Regions from separate parts of the Mus musculus genome. Here region 1 is linked to region 2. The links are chromatin contacts, called in public promoter capture Hi-C maps. All regions are on one chromosome and are shown on one strand. The core of a region is the stretch at or near the end of the contact, and the rest is flanking DNA. Distances in the headings are between cores, read along the strand shown. Region 1 holds the start of Slc25a26 (solute carrier family 25 (mitochondrial carrier, phosphate carrier), member 26). Region 2 overlaps Magi1 (membrane associated guanylate kinase, WW and PDZ domain containing 1).

Region 1 (3,672 bases), core at 256-2,755, 730 kb before region 2:
CAGACAGAGCTAGCTGGCATGAGCTCACTTCTTGGGAGAGCCTTGGATCTTCTTAGAAAACGATTTCATTTCTATTTCTTCATGTACAAAATGGGGGAAAGAGCACCTGTGCTTTCAGAGCTTTGGAGAAGTAAATAACAGTAAATGAAAATTAAATACAATGAAATGAGCCTGGGTGCGATGTGCTATGTGCTTGTGCTCGTGCACATATGTGTGTGTGTGTGTGTGTGTGTGTGTGTGTGTGTGTGTGTGCAGCCCAACCTTGAGTCAGAAGTCTTTCTCATTGTCTCTCCTCTTTCTTCACTGAAGCAAAGGATCTAGAGATCACTAAAGGTTAGTCTAGCTCACCAGCTTGCTCCAGGGATCCCTTGTCTCCACCTTCTGAGCACCGGAATTACACATGGGCCACCAGACCCACCCAACATTTCCCAGGGTTCTGGGAACTGAACTACAGATGCTATAACTACTGAGCCATCTCCCCAAACACAAATGAATCTCATATATTTAGGATGCCTGGCCCATAACCTGTTATCACCTCTTCCCATAATGTCCTGAACCTAGTCCACCTGTCACTTACCCGAGCAGTCACTTCTGTACTGTCTCCTACATCTAACTCTTATGGGCAGGTTTCTCTTGTTCAACACTCTATCTCCAACCCTTCCATCAGAGCAGTAGCTAGTTCTGTAAACAAATGCCCCTGGGCTTCTATTTGCCCTTAGCAGGAGCATTTTAAAAATGAAGGTATTTCTTGTCTGCTTCTGTTCACTCTTCCAGAATAAAATCAAAGTTAACCAGTCTCTCTTACATCTGCTAAATCTATTATCTCCTGCTAGACCTGCTGTTATAGGCCCCTCAAAAAGCACTGGTTCTCATAAATCGACAGAATTAGCCAATAAACCATCGACTCCACAACACCACTACTTATGCTCAGTATTTCTTCAAAGCCTAAACGTGGAGAAAAATGAGCAGATTACTAGGAACTAAATGTGTAGAAACTTCAAAAAGACAAGCTAGTATCTTGGATGGATGGGTCGTAAGTGTTTTCCTGAATAGTGTGTATTTGCATGTTTAATTCCCAAGTTCAGGTGAATATGGTGTACAAGGGAAGTCTTAATTTACTGAAGCCTTCAGTAAATAAGACAATGTGTCAAGCATACCTCATCTCTAAAAGCCCATCAGAAGCCACCAAGCCTTGAGAACAGACTTCCCAGACGTCTCTAGGCTTGGTCCTAGATCTAGCAGCCAGTGACCTGAGGACAGACCGACCACTGCTTAAACCCGGAAGAAAGCGGCAGTGCAGAGAAGCCGCCACAGCTCCCACGCAGCCTGCACCCAGCAGCCCACCCCTACCCGGTACTCACCACCAGCGAGGCCGTGAAGCCCGGCGCGTCCATGGTCTCCCAACGCCGCCAAGGTTAAAAATCACAAGCTGGGCAAAAGCAGGTGCTGACTTAAAGAGCTGGGCGCCGCCATGTTGGGGCGGGATATGGAGCAACTACTTCCGGGGCAGAACTCGTGACGTCACACCACAACAAAAGCACGTGCGTCGCTCGGTGCTGGTCGCTGAGCCTTTCCTGGAGGACCCTGGGGTTTGGAGCTTCTCCGGCTTCCTGTCCTTCAGCAGCCGGCTCCGGAGGCGCTAGGCAAGAGCCTCGCACAAGCCTGTGGCCCCGGATGGGATCTACGAAAGACCCCGGAGGAGAGACCAGAGCTGGCAGGACTGGGACCAGGCGGCACTGCCTGTACCTGAAGGCCAGCCCTGTGGTTTCCTACTCACAATCCAAGTCCGTTATTCCTTCGCTTTATCTGTGCAGGCTGGCTGGATTTCTGTTGATCCAATTCCAGAAAGAAAGAAAAAAAATGTTAAACAAAAATACGTTTTTATTACCAAAAAAAAAAAAAAAGTATTCTCCATTTGTACTGACGTTTATTTCTCTTTAAATTAATGTACTTAAAGTAGGAGAGTGATCACTAGAGACTACGAAGGGAAGAAGGATGGAGGTAGCTGCTATCAAAATACAATTAGTTAGGGCCAGTGAGATAGCTTAGTAGGTAAAGGCGCTTGCCTCCAATTCTGGAGGTGACAACTAACAAATTCCTATTAGATAGGGCGAGTGAGATGGTTCTGCAGGTAAAAGCTCTTGCCACCAACCCTGCAACCTGAGTTCACTCCCTGGGACCCATAGGGTGAAAGAGACAACCAGTTCCCACAAGCTGTCTCCCAATGTCTGTGGACATACCTAATATTTATTGTATATCATATATTTTGCATATTATATTTTATTACATATTAATATGTTGATAGTGAAATAAATAGAATTTAATACTTAAAAAAATACAGCTTAATAGTGAGTGTAACTCAATGGTAGAATATGTGTTTACCTAGCAGGGCCCTCGTGTAGATGGAGGAAGACAGGAAGAATAAGTACCATTGCTCTGCAGGACAGTAGGATTGCTAGTTTACAATTTACTTACGTGTGTGTGTGTGTGTGTGTGTGTGTGTGTATTTCAGTTGGTATTTGAGTTTCACTGTAGCCTATGATAGGCTAGAACTGGCAATGTAGTTATGTAGTTCTGGTGACCTCAAACTCATAACAATTGTCCTGCCTCTGCCTCCCAAATGTTGGAATTACAGATGTGAGCCATTACACTTGGATAATAATTTGGGTTTTCTTTCTAGGGTCTTGAACATGCAAGGGCAGTATAGATGTAGCCACAAAGGCTACATATATAGTTCCACCTACCTAGTCACTGTTATATATTTTTATAGAGAACTAAAAGAAAATAGAAAATTTCAAAGATGACCCACAAAGAAATGATATTTAAGGAATTATACATGCTAATGGCTGACTTAGCCATTTCACATCGTGTGGGTGTATTGAATTATCACCCACTACCCTAATAAATTTGTACAATCACTGTGTCAGTAAAAAATAAAGTGGCATAAAAAAATGACTTGCTTTGATAGTTGATTATTCATCTTGCTCACTGTGAAGGCAACGTGTGCTCTTGGATGAACATGTCATTAACTATTTAGCAAGTTTCTTGGAGTAGACTTGTCTTCCCATTTACTGGACAATACCTTCTAACCTCCGCATGCATGAAGGGCCTACTACATCTCAGGTAGCAGGTATGTTGTAGAACTAAGTGACTAGTGGACTTTTTAACCTCCAGTAATCTTGTGTGAGCCACAGAGGATAATCCTGACTCACTCAGTCAATTTATTGGAGACCTGATTGACAACTGCAGAAACCGTTTCTGTAATATAGAGCAACGTGACCATAACAGCAGGGCTCACACAGGCCGTGCTCACACTCAAAGGCAGGGAGCGAGTATACAGACTGTGAGCATGAAAGGGCAGGGATTCTGAGGCCATCTGAGAATTCACCCTACCACACTCTTTTATAGCATGGCTTCATTGGAGGCCTCCTCACAGCCCATTGGGGTCTACCAGTAAGCTCCCACTAGAATTTCCCTCAGAGTCCCTATACCTTTCACTTTTGCTTTGCATCAAGGCACTCCCACAGCTCACTAAATACTGTTCTACACCATCTCCATGTCCAGAAATCTGATTGGTTGGTGAGTTGGTTGGTTGGTTTCAGCTTAACAAGTAAGTAGCTTAAAATACCAACAGCTTTTACCTCATACTCCTTCTGTTAGGTAAAAATCTGA
Region 2 (3,827 bases), core at 254-2,753:
TGTGTGTGTGTGTATAATAACATATTTACCTGTGAGATACCAAAGCATTATTAATTTACCCTGTAGTGCACAATTGTTTCATATGCATAAATGGTGATATTTGGAAAATGCAAGCTAATATTGCAAAGTAGTATACAGTTAAAAGCCTTGTACTCTGTGATTTTTCTGTTACATATGGCTACAGATTTTGTTCAATAAATATAGGTTTGCATGTTCATGTTTATTGGAACAAGTTCAAGTGGAAATATATGTGTTTCTAATTTGAGGCACAGTCCACATGCTCATTTTACTCCAGTTCCTTGCTCCCTTAGCTGAAGAAGGAAGGAATGAACTAGGTGTGTGAGCAGATCTGTGTCTCATACGTGGGGAGTAATGGCCATCTGAGTATTCAGTGATTCTGTTTAATATAATATATAGGTAACCAGTTTTCAAAGATGAGAACACTACAAGGTTTCTGTGAACTGTACTTTAGTACAACTTCATGGAACAGGTTTAATATCTTTGACAAGAGATGAGTTTGAAGGCAGTTTAACCATTTTTATTACATTGGATCTTCAAAGTCCATGTCTACCATAAGTACATGGGAAATGTATGATAATAGATGATAGAAGGCCTTTCATTGAGAAAACTGCTGTGGAACGGGTGCATTAAGAAGGGCTACAGAAATTTTTTTTTTCACTAACAGCATTTTCCTTGACACAAGTATACATGCATATCCAGTGCAGGTCATTCAGTAATTATCTCATCAATATTAGAATCACATATTTCATTCATTTAGAATGATATATGAGTGCATAGACAGCATAAACACATAGTCACATAATGGCAGCTGTCAGTTTGTGGTTTTGCTGTAAGCACAGAGCTGCCTTGCCTCACTGTTTGCTGTCATGATCTGGATCAAGAAATTCTACTTCTCACACATACTGTGCCTGCAAAGTACTATACAGTTAAAAGTCTTATACTCTGCTCCACCTGCCCATGGAATTTTATTCATAAATATAATTACTCCTTTGGTCATCAATATTTGTCTAGCACCATTAGAAGTCTTGACCTTCCTTGTAGTATCAGGTCAATATTTTTAGTTGCCTGTGTTTTTGCTCCAGCGGGCTGTCTCAAAGAGATTTCTGACTCAGGATAATTAGAACTGAACTATTGACCCTATACTCAATGCTCCTCGTGTTGGTTGGAAGTAAATGGGTACACATTCAGGAATCCAATTGATCCATCACCTTTCTTCACCTCCATTTCTAATGCACGAGTCAGCTCAGTTCACATGCTTCCTTAATATGTCTGAAATCCACTCCATCTTTTCTTCCCCACCTGTAGAGCTCCTAGCTGGGTTACACAAGTCTCCTACCCAGATCCCTTCCTTCTGCTGCTCTCAGCAGTTGGTTGCTTTGGGGGTTGTTTTGTTTTGTTTTCTATGTCAGTGTGAGGGTGTCTTCTCTGCACTGCTGGGGCCTCTCTGGTTGCTTAGTAACTGCCTGTTCTGGTCTGCCTGTCCAGCCACCCTCGCTCTGCTCTGCCCTGCCCTGCCTTTTGCTTTGCACTCCCTCTAGACCTCGCTGAGTTGCTGCCTAACAGTTGGATGCTCAGGGCTTCCTCCTTAGAATGTGGTCACATTGCTCACAGTTGCTGAATATCTTCTATGTGAGACATCCATCCGTTGGAGACCCTGCAGACATGTCAGTGAATGCGACAGCAAAGCATCCGACTCTCACAGAGCTTGAATTGAGTGGTTTTCATTGACACCCATGCATCTTTCACATTGTAGCTCAGATACCATTTCCATGACCTTGGCTTCAGATACATACATTCACGTCACTCTAGTGTGTAGCGTACTCTGGAGACTTAGGCATGGTCTTAATTTCACTGAATTTTGTTTAGTTTTGTACATGTCTTTTCTTCCAAAAGAGTCATTGTATTTGTGCCAGTTTTAACAGTTGCCTAACACAGTGGCTGGCACATACTCACTGGGGTGGGGGTGGGGTGAGCAAGCCTTCCCGTGCACCTCATTAGGTAATACTAAATAGGCAGTTTTGCATTTTGTAATATCTTTGAGGTTTCCTTGTTCTTAAGTGGGAAGTCACTTATTACAGACCTTATTTTATTTAAATCTGATCATTTAAACAATAATAACAACAAAAAGAATGCTATTCAAAACTGATTGCTCATGCCAGCTGGGCATGGCAGCCTGTCTGTAGACTCTACCAGGAGGCAGAGACAGAATCCTGAGGTCAAACTAGCTACCAGGATTAGCTGATTAATGGTTAGTATCTAAGACAGTCCACAGTGTACCCTGAACACTGGCATATACACTGGAAAGAGGTTTGAACCCCCTTGCCTCTGGGGTCATGTAGCTTCCTTCCAGGGTAGGCGACAGCCACCTGCTCTCTGTAGCTCGGGAGCCTTTAACAACAAAATGAATGTTGTGTGCTGTGCCATGTTCTCATCTCAGTAATAACCAACTTATTTTATTGACAGCCAGAGGAGGTCAGAGGTGACTTGTTTTGCTAGCTGAAATAATTGAGCACAATTTACACTCAACTATGTCTGAACCGTTGGCTTAGAAAGCTTATGTACAAATCAACAAACAAACTCAAATCGGTGAGCTCTGCCTGCCATGATGCCCCTTCAGCGCAGCCTTCAAGCATCATTTCCTTGATATGTATCACCGTGGCATAGTTGATCTTTCTCCCCCTCTTGAAAGGCACTGGGGACATTATACAATCTCCCTTTTCAATTTGACCTCACTTTCCCTTTTCCAAGCCGCATTACTTTTAAGTTAAGTAATGCTCTAATTGCGAGTGTAATTGCTTCTGTGATGAGAGGATTATTGAAGGATTAAAAGGACCTATATCGAAAGGTCTCACGGCTTTGTCTGCTGCAAATAAGGTCTGTAATAAGTGACTTCCCACTTAAGAACATAGAAACCTCAGAGGTATTTGTCATCATTTACAACCAATCAAATAACATTTTGACATGCAAGGAAATGAGCCGTCTAATTATTTTGCCAATATCAGCTCTTACCATTTTGTGATTTACACTGAGGTCAGAAGTTTACTAGCCAAAGCCAGTGAAACTAACCACAATTCAGGTAAGGTCGCTGTAATGATGTTTTTTTTTTTTTTTTTTTTTTTTTTTTTTTTTTCCTGCTGTTTTTCTAATGGAGTTTCTCTCTTGGTGCTGGTGTCTGAATTTGTCTTTCTCTTTTCTGTCTCATTCCTGCTCTTCCTTTGGAGAAGAAGGGGTACACACCGAGGAGCTGGACAGTGAACTAGGTAATGCCTTGCACCCGCTTGATCCCCTCTCTGCCTTGAGTGCCCTTCTCCAGTCACAGGCTTCGGCCTGTCTTGCCCATGAAAGGCAGTGCACTTGCTGACAGGCATGAGGCAGAGCTGTATGTAATACACGGTGTTCACAGCGAAACCGTGGGAACAGAGTGAGACTAGAAAGAGTAAATTAGCGATAAATAGCCCTTAAATTTAGAATTGGAGAAGAAAATGAAGGGATACTTGCCATGACCCTTGAACTTTCATATAATCTGTCTTCGCTTCATTGCTTTACTTGTGTAGTGTGTAGGGTTGTTCGTATGAATAATGTAAACAAGCCAAGTAAAACAAAAGCTCTGGAGTTAGAGGTGATGATCAGTGTGCTAGCGGAATAGAATAATTCCAGTGAGGGGCTGCACGGGTGATGAGTCTTACGATGGTATTGTGTTTAAGCCACGGGCTGTGTGCTGCTGACCATGTCACTGCAGTGAGTGACTCTGGCAGCAGGTGCAGTGTCCGGTGCCACTGTCTGTATTGGCTCAGTGTAGATCAGCT

What was found. Promoter capture Hi-C pulls out the DNA fragments that hold promoters and counts their contacts.
Region 1: a contact with region 2 is called in a promoter capture Hi-C map of hippocampal neurons, with 2.3 times the contacts expected there. The contact joins the promoter of Slc25a26 here to the enhancer-like site in region 2. A contact is called at or near these places in 6 of 39 promoter capture datasets (the 3T3-L1 cell line, hippocampal neurons, liver and 1 more), 1 of 115 datasets of contacts at active chromatin or transcription factors (embryonic stem cells) and 1 of 9 other capture datasets (adipose tissue).

Annotation. Positions count from the first base shown.
Region 1 is chr6:94,498,147-94,501,818 of GRCm38.p6, reverse strand. It overlaps Slc25a26 (solute carrier family 25 (mitochondrial carrier, phosphate carrier), member 26), which reads right to left and starts at 1,505. Exons shown (of 10, transcript NM_026255.5): 1 at 1,362-1,505. The coding sequence starts at 1,394.
Region 2 is chr6:93,768,962-93,772,788 of GRCm38.p6, reverse strand. Magi1 (membrane associated guanylate kinase, WW and PDZ domain containing 1) reads left to right here. Exons shown (of 24, transcript NM_001029850.4): 7 at 3,246-3,281. Among named protein-coding and RNA genes, the nearest start is that of Gm23035, 23 kb to the left of the region's middle. Within about 2 kb of position 1,503, at least 55 of the 459 cell types and tissues checked have an H3K27ac peak or open chromatin away from gene starts, as enhancers often do. A contact at or near this core is called in adipose tissue, hippocampal neurons and liver, where this site is marked.